Regions from separate parts of the Cricetulus griseus genome. Here region 2 is linked to region 1. The links are chromatin contacts, called in public Micro-C maps. All regions are on one chromosome and are shown on one strand. Each heading gives the region's core, a stretch centred on a gene start, on an enhancer-like site or on the middle of the called end of the contact. The rest is flanking DNA. Distances are from core to core; before and after follow the strand shown.

The links. Hi-C and Micro-C count contacts between places; a contact is called where the count stands out from the background.
Region 2: a contact with region 1 is called in a Micro-C map of the CHO-K1 cell line, with 2.6 times the contacts expected there. The contact joins the enhancer-like site here to the promoter of Ncl in region 1. A contact is called at or near these places in 5 of 8 Hi-C or Micro-C datasets (the CHK-Q cell line, the CHL-YN cell line, the CHO-K1 cell line and 2 more).

The regions. Positions count from the first base shown.
Region 1 is chr2:438,028,417-438,031,709 of CriGri-PICRH-1.0, reverse strand. Ncl (nucleolin) reads left to right here and starts at 1,501. Exons shown (of 14, transcript XM_027397448.2): 1 at 1,501-1,680; 2 at 2,613-2,729. The coding sequence starts at 1,663.
Region 2 is chr2:438,084,421-438,087,968 of CriGri-PICRH-1.0, reverse strand. No RefSeq gene overlaps it. Among named protein-coding and RNA genes, the nearest start is that of Tex44, 12 kb to the left of the region's middle. Within about 2 kb of position 2,183, at least 1 of the 6 cell types and tissues checked has open chromatin away from gene starts, as enhancers often do. A contact at or near this core is called in the CHO-K1 cell line, where this site is marked.

The sequences.
Region 1 (3,293 bases), core at 252-2,751:
GATCCATCTGTGTCATCTCACAGCTCACCTGTCTCCTCCCAAGTGCCTTTAGCCTCCTCTGCTTGGAAATACCCAGGGTCTTGGCTCACACCAATCATTTTTCCTGTCCCTCTACCCAGGAGTCTCTCTTGGGGTCCATCTCAAGGTGTGACCCTTGTCACTGTCTCTATAAAGACAAAGCCTCCACATCACTGCACTGGTTCCCACCTCATGCCCTGACCATAGAGCATTTTCGTGGAGCTGTGTCCTCCACCGCGTTGCGAAGGACTTAGTAACAAGCATCACGCATTAACTATTTCTACTTGTCTCCAAAGACCCGTGTTCAGATAGAAAACGTGGGACCCAACACATCCTGTTTGCACTAAAATCTTCCGAGATGGGCCAAGGCGTGGTGGCGCACGCATTAATCTCTACACGCGTGAGGCAGGCAGGTCGAGGCTAGCCTGGTCTACACAGTGAGCTCCAGGACAGCAAGAGCAAATAGTTAGGCCCTGTCTCAACATCCCCGACAAAATCTCCACAGGTGATCTATCAACCAATATCATCAGTTGGCGGAACCCTGACTATGCAGAAAATTAGGTTTTAGATGCCCAGGAGGTACCCTAGAAGGGCTCCAGTATGCCACGCCTGGAACCCAAAGTCCCACACACAGGTCTAATCCACTCACGGCAACTCTGTCCTTCAGGCCATTGAGGGAAACCGTGAGTGGCCACAGGCCGGCAAAAAACTCCTCCAGCACACACCAGGAAGTCACCTCTCCGAGACCGTCCCCATCAGGAGTTAAATCTACCGCGCGAGGTTGGACATTAAGCGAGCTGTTTGAGCACTGCACACAGGCGCGCACACACGCACGCAACTGCCTTTATTGGGAGCTGTCTCTCAGGAGAACAGCGGCCCGCGGCGCAACACTAGAGCCCCGGGATGTTCTCGGCTCTGCCGAGGGCAGGCCGAGGGCCGCGAGCTGGCCCCAGTGGGCTCTAGGCCCTCAACTTCCGGCGCTCTCCGGCTCCTCAGCGGGAACGCGCGGCGAGCACTTGAGGCCGCCGCGGAGTCCACGGTGGGGCGCAGCTTCCGCAGCGCGGGGGATGCTCGGGCCACCCACCACCCCCCACCCCCCCGGCCACGCGAGCCCGGAGCTCCAGGTAGCAGTCGAGCACTAGGAGGCGTCCGGGCCACGCCGCCATCCCCGAGCCCCTTCCACAAGCCGCGCCAAACGGGCGCGTTGCACCGCGCAGGCGCGGCGAAGGCGAGCCGCTAGGGCTCGCCGAGAAGACGCGCACACCAGCCAGTCAACGTCCGCCTTGCGTAGAGCTAGGCCCGCCCCCAGGGCGCTGCCGTCAGGCCCCGCCCCCGGCGGACCCGCCCCCACGCCGTAGCCCCGCCCCCACGCCGTCCTGGGTTGAAGGCTCGCGGTTGGCCAGGGGGACGGACGCGCGCTCTGGTTGGTGGAGGAGGGGTCACGAGGACGCCGTCGTCGCCTTTCCAGAGGCGATTACTGGGCAGGCTCAGTCTTTTGCCTCAGACGCTAGCTGTAGCTGGCAGTCGCTCGTACGTGCTCCAGAGTCCACCGTGCCCGTCGCTGCCGCCCAGCTCGCGTGGGTTCCCCGAGGCTCTCCCGAGCTGCGCCCTTCGCCGCACGCGCCGTCGTCGCAACCCGCCACCATGGTGAAACTCGCAAAGGTGAGAGGCCTCGCGCGCGCCGACGCGGACGGACGCCTGGGCCTGCTTTCTGAGGGGCGCGCGCGCGCGCGTCGCTCAGGGGAGGAGGGCCTGCGCGCAATCCCGGGCGCGTTCGAGGGCGCCATGCTGGGGAAAGTCTCGCGCGACTAGCGGGAGGTCTCGCGGTGTTTGGCCCCTGACTTGGTGGTGGGGGAGAGCCGAGGCGGGTCCCGGGAGGTGTGTGTGTGTGTGAGCGCGCGCGCGCGCGTGTGTGTGTGTGTGTGTAGGGCGGTGAGATCGGAGCCGCCGCGAGGGGAGAAGGGGCGACAGGCCCGCCGAGGGGAGATGGGACCCAACTCGTGGGCCGGCGCCGGCGTGGCCCCGCCTCCTGGCGCACGTGCTCCGGTGCGCGGCCCGCCACGTGGGTTTTGGCGCTCTGCGTGTGTTGCCCGTCTCGGGCTCGGGGAGTCGCGGGGTACCGGGGAGGGGGACAGCGGGACTGAGCTAGGTGGGTTCCCCGGCGATCCCCAGCGCCTGTCCGTGACGGGCAGGCCAGCACGTGGTGGACACCTGAGGGAGCGCGTGGTGGCCTGCGTGGTACCTCCACGTGGCCCGCCTCCAGAGTGGCGACGTCGGAAGTGGTTCTGTGAAAGACGTGCTCCTCTCCAGAAGGGGCTACCCAAATAGATACCCCTGCCCCGGCAGATGATTTAGAGTGAAATTCAAAGGGCAATGAATGACTAGTAGATTGTCTTCAGTTGTCTCTGGAAGGGAAAGACAAGTTATATAGGTGATTCTCAGGAAAGATTGCCACATATAATAATGCCAATGATGTCACCTGTGCTTAGGGCCTTTAACAATATAGACAGTGGGCATTAAGAAAGAAGATAATGGCGAAACGCAAAATGGCTTACAAATAGGGTATCGACATGATTTTGTGTGCACTTGTGTAGGCCGGCAAAACCCACGGCGATTCTAAGAAAATGGCTCCTCCTCCAAAAGAGGTGGAAGAAGATAGTGAAGACGAAGAAATGTCCGAAGATGAAGAAGATGACAGCAGTGGAGAAGAGGTATACAGCTAATAGGGCAGCGGTGCCCTCCCTTTAATTCCAGCAAGAGGGACGTAGAAGGCAGGCAGTTTTAGTGAGTTCAAAGCCAGCCTGGTCTACAGAGGGAGTTCGGGGACAGCCAAGGCTACACAAGAAACCCTGTCTCAAAAACCAAAAAGAAAAAAAAAGATGTAGAAATAGAATGTGTGTTAATAAAAGTATTCTAAAGCCGGGCGGTTGTGGTGCACGCCTTTGATTCCAGCATTCAGGAGGCAGAGGCAGGCGGATCTTTGTGAGTTCAAAGCCGCACATGGTCTACTTAATGAGTTCCAGGACAGCCTCCAAAGCTACAGAGAAACCCTGTCTCCAAAAACCAAAAAAAAAAATACAGTAGTATGATAACAATAGTTGAGTGACAAGTTCTTTATTGCTATTGAGTAGTTAAATAAGAGTATTACAGTCCACTTGAGAGGGATGTAAATTTCACTCAGGTTTCACATGCTGTATTGAATATTGATTGTAGGCTGTTATTTTTCCCTACATTTTTGGAAAACAGGGTTTAATCCAGTTTGATTTGTTTTCATT
Region 2 (3,548 bases), core at 934-3,433, 56 kb before region 1:
AAGAGCTCAGCATGGACTTCTAGGCCTGGCTGGTCCCTCAGGACCTGCCTGAGAGCCCCTGTCCCCAGTGCAGGATGAACATGAGGTTTGTTCTCTGTACTTCATTTACCCTAAACTCCAAAAGCAATTTATCCACAGTCACTGCTCAAGGTGTCCAGTGGCAAGAGAACATAGGTCATTAGTAACCCCTGTGGCTTCTGGGAAAATTTTATTTTGGGGTCCCATCAACATCATATCAGAAATACTGAAGGTCAGCTAGACCTGGTGGTGCAAATCTGTGATCCCAGCATTTGGCAGGTGAAGGCAGGAGGAAGACTAGGAGTTCAAAGCTAGCCTTGACTACACAGTGAGTTCTAGGCCAGCCTGGGCTATATGAAACTCTGTCTTTAAAAAAATACAGAAAGAGGCCTTGCGGTGGTGGTGGTACGTGCCTTTAATCCCAGCACTTGGGAAACAGAGACAGCCAGATCTCTGAGTTTGAGGCCAGCTTGGCCTATAGAGTGAGTTCTAGAACAGTCAGGGCTACACAGAGAAACCCTGTCTCAGAGCTGAGGGGGTGGGGGTGGGAGGGAAAAGAGTGACAGGGAGTGGAGAGGCCACTCAGCAGTTGAGCACCATTGCAAAGGACCTGGGTTCAATTCCCAGCACCACATAGTGGTTCACTCTAGTTCCAGGCAATTCAGTGCCCTTTTCTGACCTTTACAGGCATCAAGAGTGCATGTGCACATACATACATACATACATACATACATACATACATACATACATGCAAAACACACTTAAAAATAAATGATTAAATGTAATTAAAAAATAAAGTAAGTCTTAAAGCTTTTTTTTTCTACCCACCACACCTCTACTAATTATCAAAGAACCATTTAAGTCTTTTTTTTTTTTTTTTTTTTTTTTTTTTTTTTGAGAAAGGGTTCCTCTGTTTAGCTTTGGAGCCTGTCCTGGAACTCTCTTTAGACGATGGTTGCCTCGAACTCACTTAGATCTGCCTGCCTCTGCTTCCCCAGTGCATGGGACTAAGGGTGTGCGCCACCATTGCCAGACCTAACTTTCCAGTCTTACTATGTGCTCACAACTGAGGTAAATCATTTACTAATTATCTCATGGGCATGGTGTTGCCCACCATTAATCCCAGCACTTGAGAGACAGAGGCAGGGCAACCTCTGAATTTTAGGACAGCCTGCTTACATACTGAGTTTCAGGCAACACAGGGCTACATAGTGAGACGTTGTCTCAAGGATTTTTTTCCCTCAAATAATCTGTCTTAATCTCTAAGAAAACATTGAGAGACGTTCATTTTCCACCTGAGATAAAATTCAGCCCGGAAAGCCTGAATTTGAACTAAAAGGCCACTTGCCAGCAGGGGGCAGACTTGGGCTTGGGAGACAAGTTAGCAGAAGGGTCTGCACCAGTTGTTCTCAGTGTGGTCCTCCACTGAGCCAGCATCACCTGGGAAGCTGTTGGAAATGAAGATTCCCAGATACCACCCCAGCCTCACTGACCGGGAGTGGGTCCAGCAGCCTGTTTTGCCACCAGTAGTGACTGCACCAATGAAACTCAAGATTGACAGCTGGCACTCTGCCTTAGAAGCAGGAAGGCACTTGAGGCCCGTGTTCCCTGACACTGCAGTGACAGCTGGGGCTTGGGGGTGGCCTCTCTTCCTGCTGACAGTAGTTAAGAATGTAGTGGGGATGTTATCCTTTGTCCCTCCCACCCCCCACAGTCACCACCACCAGTCTAGAGCACAGCTAGGTACAGGTGTCATCGGTGGGCTGTCATCCCTCCATCACAGCAAGCAGAGTCCTGGGCTGTGGATGGCCTGTGAGCACAGCCAAGTCTAGGGTGGAGGAGCAGGAGGAGGAGGAGGAGGAGGGATGGGAGTCAGAGAGATGGTACTTAGGACAGGCTCCTGGACAAGAGAATGAGGATAACACGTTAGAGATTAGGGAAGAAGCCCCCGGTGGGGGAGGTGCTGCAGGCAGGAAGCCCTTGGGACTTTCCTAATAAGGGCTACTCTAGCAAACTGCCCCCCAATCCTGCGATGGAGCATTGAGGTGGCTCCCTTCCTTCCAGCTCAAGGATAGGTGCCCTTTCTGCTTCTAGGACACTTCCTCTAGACTCTGTTGGGCCATTGTGGGGTCTTGGTTCCTGGGACTTTCCTGGTGAGTCATGTTGGAGACCAGGATGTGGTGAAGTCACACGGGACTCGGTTTGCCCTTAGGTTCCTTGAGGGTACCGGAAGAGAGACAAAGGTGGTCAGATGGTTGATATCGGCCAATGTAGATTAAGTCCCTTAATTTGGTGACCCATTTAATTTTGTTCTCTTTGGGGAGTCTGTTGAAAGTACTGCTTTCACCCCATGACCTTTCTTGGTCTACTCAGTAGGTGCTTATATCCCTAACTCCACCTCCAGGCAAATCTCTGTGACTGTCCTGGATCCTGCTCAAGGAGGCTCTTCCCTGTCCCTCCGAGGGAGGGGATAGGTGCGTGCCTGTTGTCCCAGAACACCTTCCTAATGCTAACCTAGCCGGGAGTTATCAGCCCACTCCGCCCTCTGCCCATCCTCTGGTGTTAAGACCAAGTGGGCAGTGCTGGTCCTCAGACTCCCTGTCTTTCTAAGGGTTTCCCAAGGACCAGCTGTCCCCAAAGTCCTTGGGACTCTGGGCTCCTGTGATGCTGCCCTAAGGAACCAGGCCTTCCTCTCTAGGGCTCTTCTCACAAAGAGCAGGTGACAGGGAACGGGTCCTCTGCCTGTGGCCTCCCCATCTGCTTCTCTCCCTCCCTCTCCGCCTGCCTGGCTCTCCTTTCTGGTTTCTAACGGGGTGGGAGGGGGCGCTCACCCACTTTGGTTAGTCTCTGCCCTCTCCTTTCACTTCCTCAGAGAACCCCCCAGGTTCTCCTAAGTCTCTCAGCTTTTGGAAAACAAAACCGGGGCCCTTTAGGGAAGAAAGGGCCCTGTGGTGCCAAGGCTTGGATGGGGGACGACTCTAGAGCTGGTCTGAGACCTCAGCAACAGGACCTGGTGGCTGAGGGATGCTGAGGGTGGGGAGGAGTTGAACCAAGGCAATCGAATCACAAGGGCTGGGATATAAAAACACTGTTCTTTGTGTGGAAACTGATGGAGGACTAGCCGTTGGAGGCCACTGGAAGGGTTGGGCCGGAGAGGCCCAGGGCCCAGGGTCAGGATGACCTGGATATGAGTGGAGAGGTGGGGTGCGGGGGTGGGGAGGGTCTTTGTGGGACTTCTTTTAGGAAGTGTGGGTAGAAGTAAAGGGTGTGGGGTAGAGACTGCTTTCCTTAGAGCACTGGGGCCTGCAGGCTGGCAGGGCTGTGGTGGGGATTCACAGCGCATGTAGACAGATGGCCGGCAAATGCAGCATGCAGAGAGAAGCTACCCGCTGGACCTCTGGTGTGTCCAGGAGACTGACAACATCAGGGGCTCAGTGGGCAGGGGTGGTGACTGAGGAAGACAGGGTGCCTTGAGAGGTGCTTGTCACAACAGAATCGCCTCACAGTTCTGAGGCGTGAGCAGGATCGCT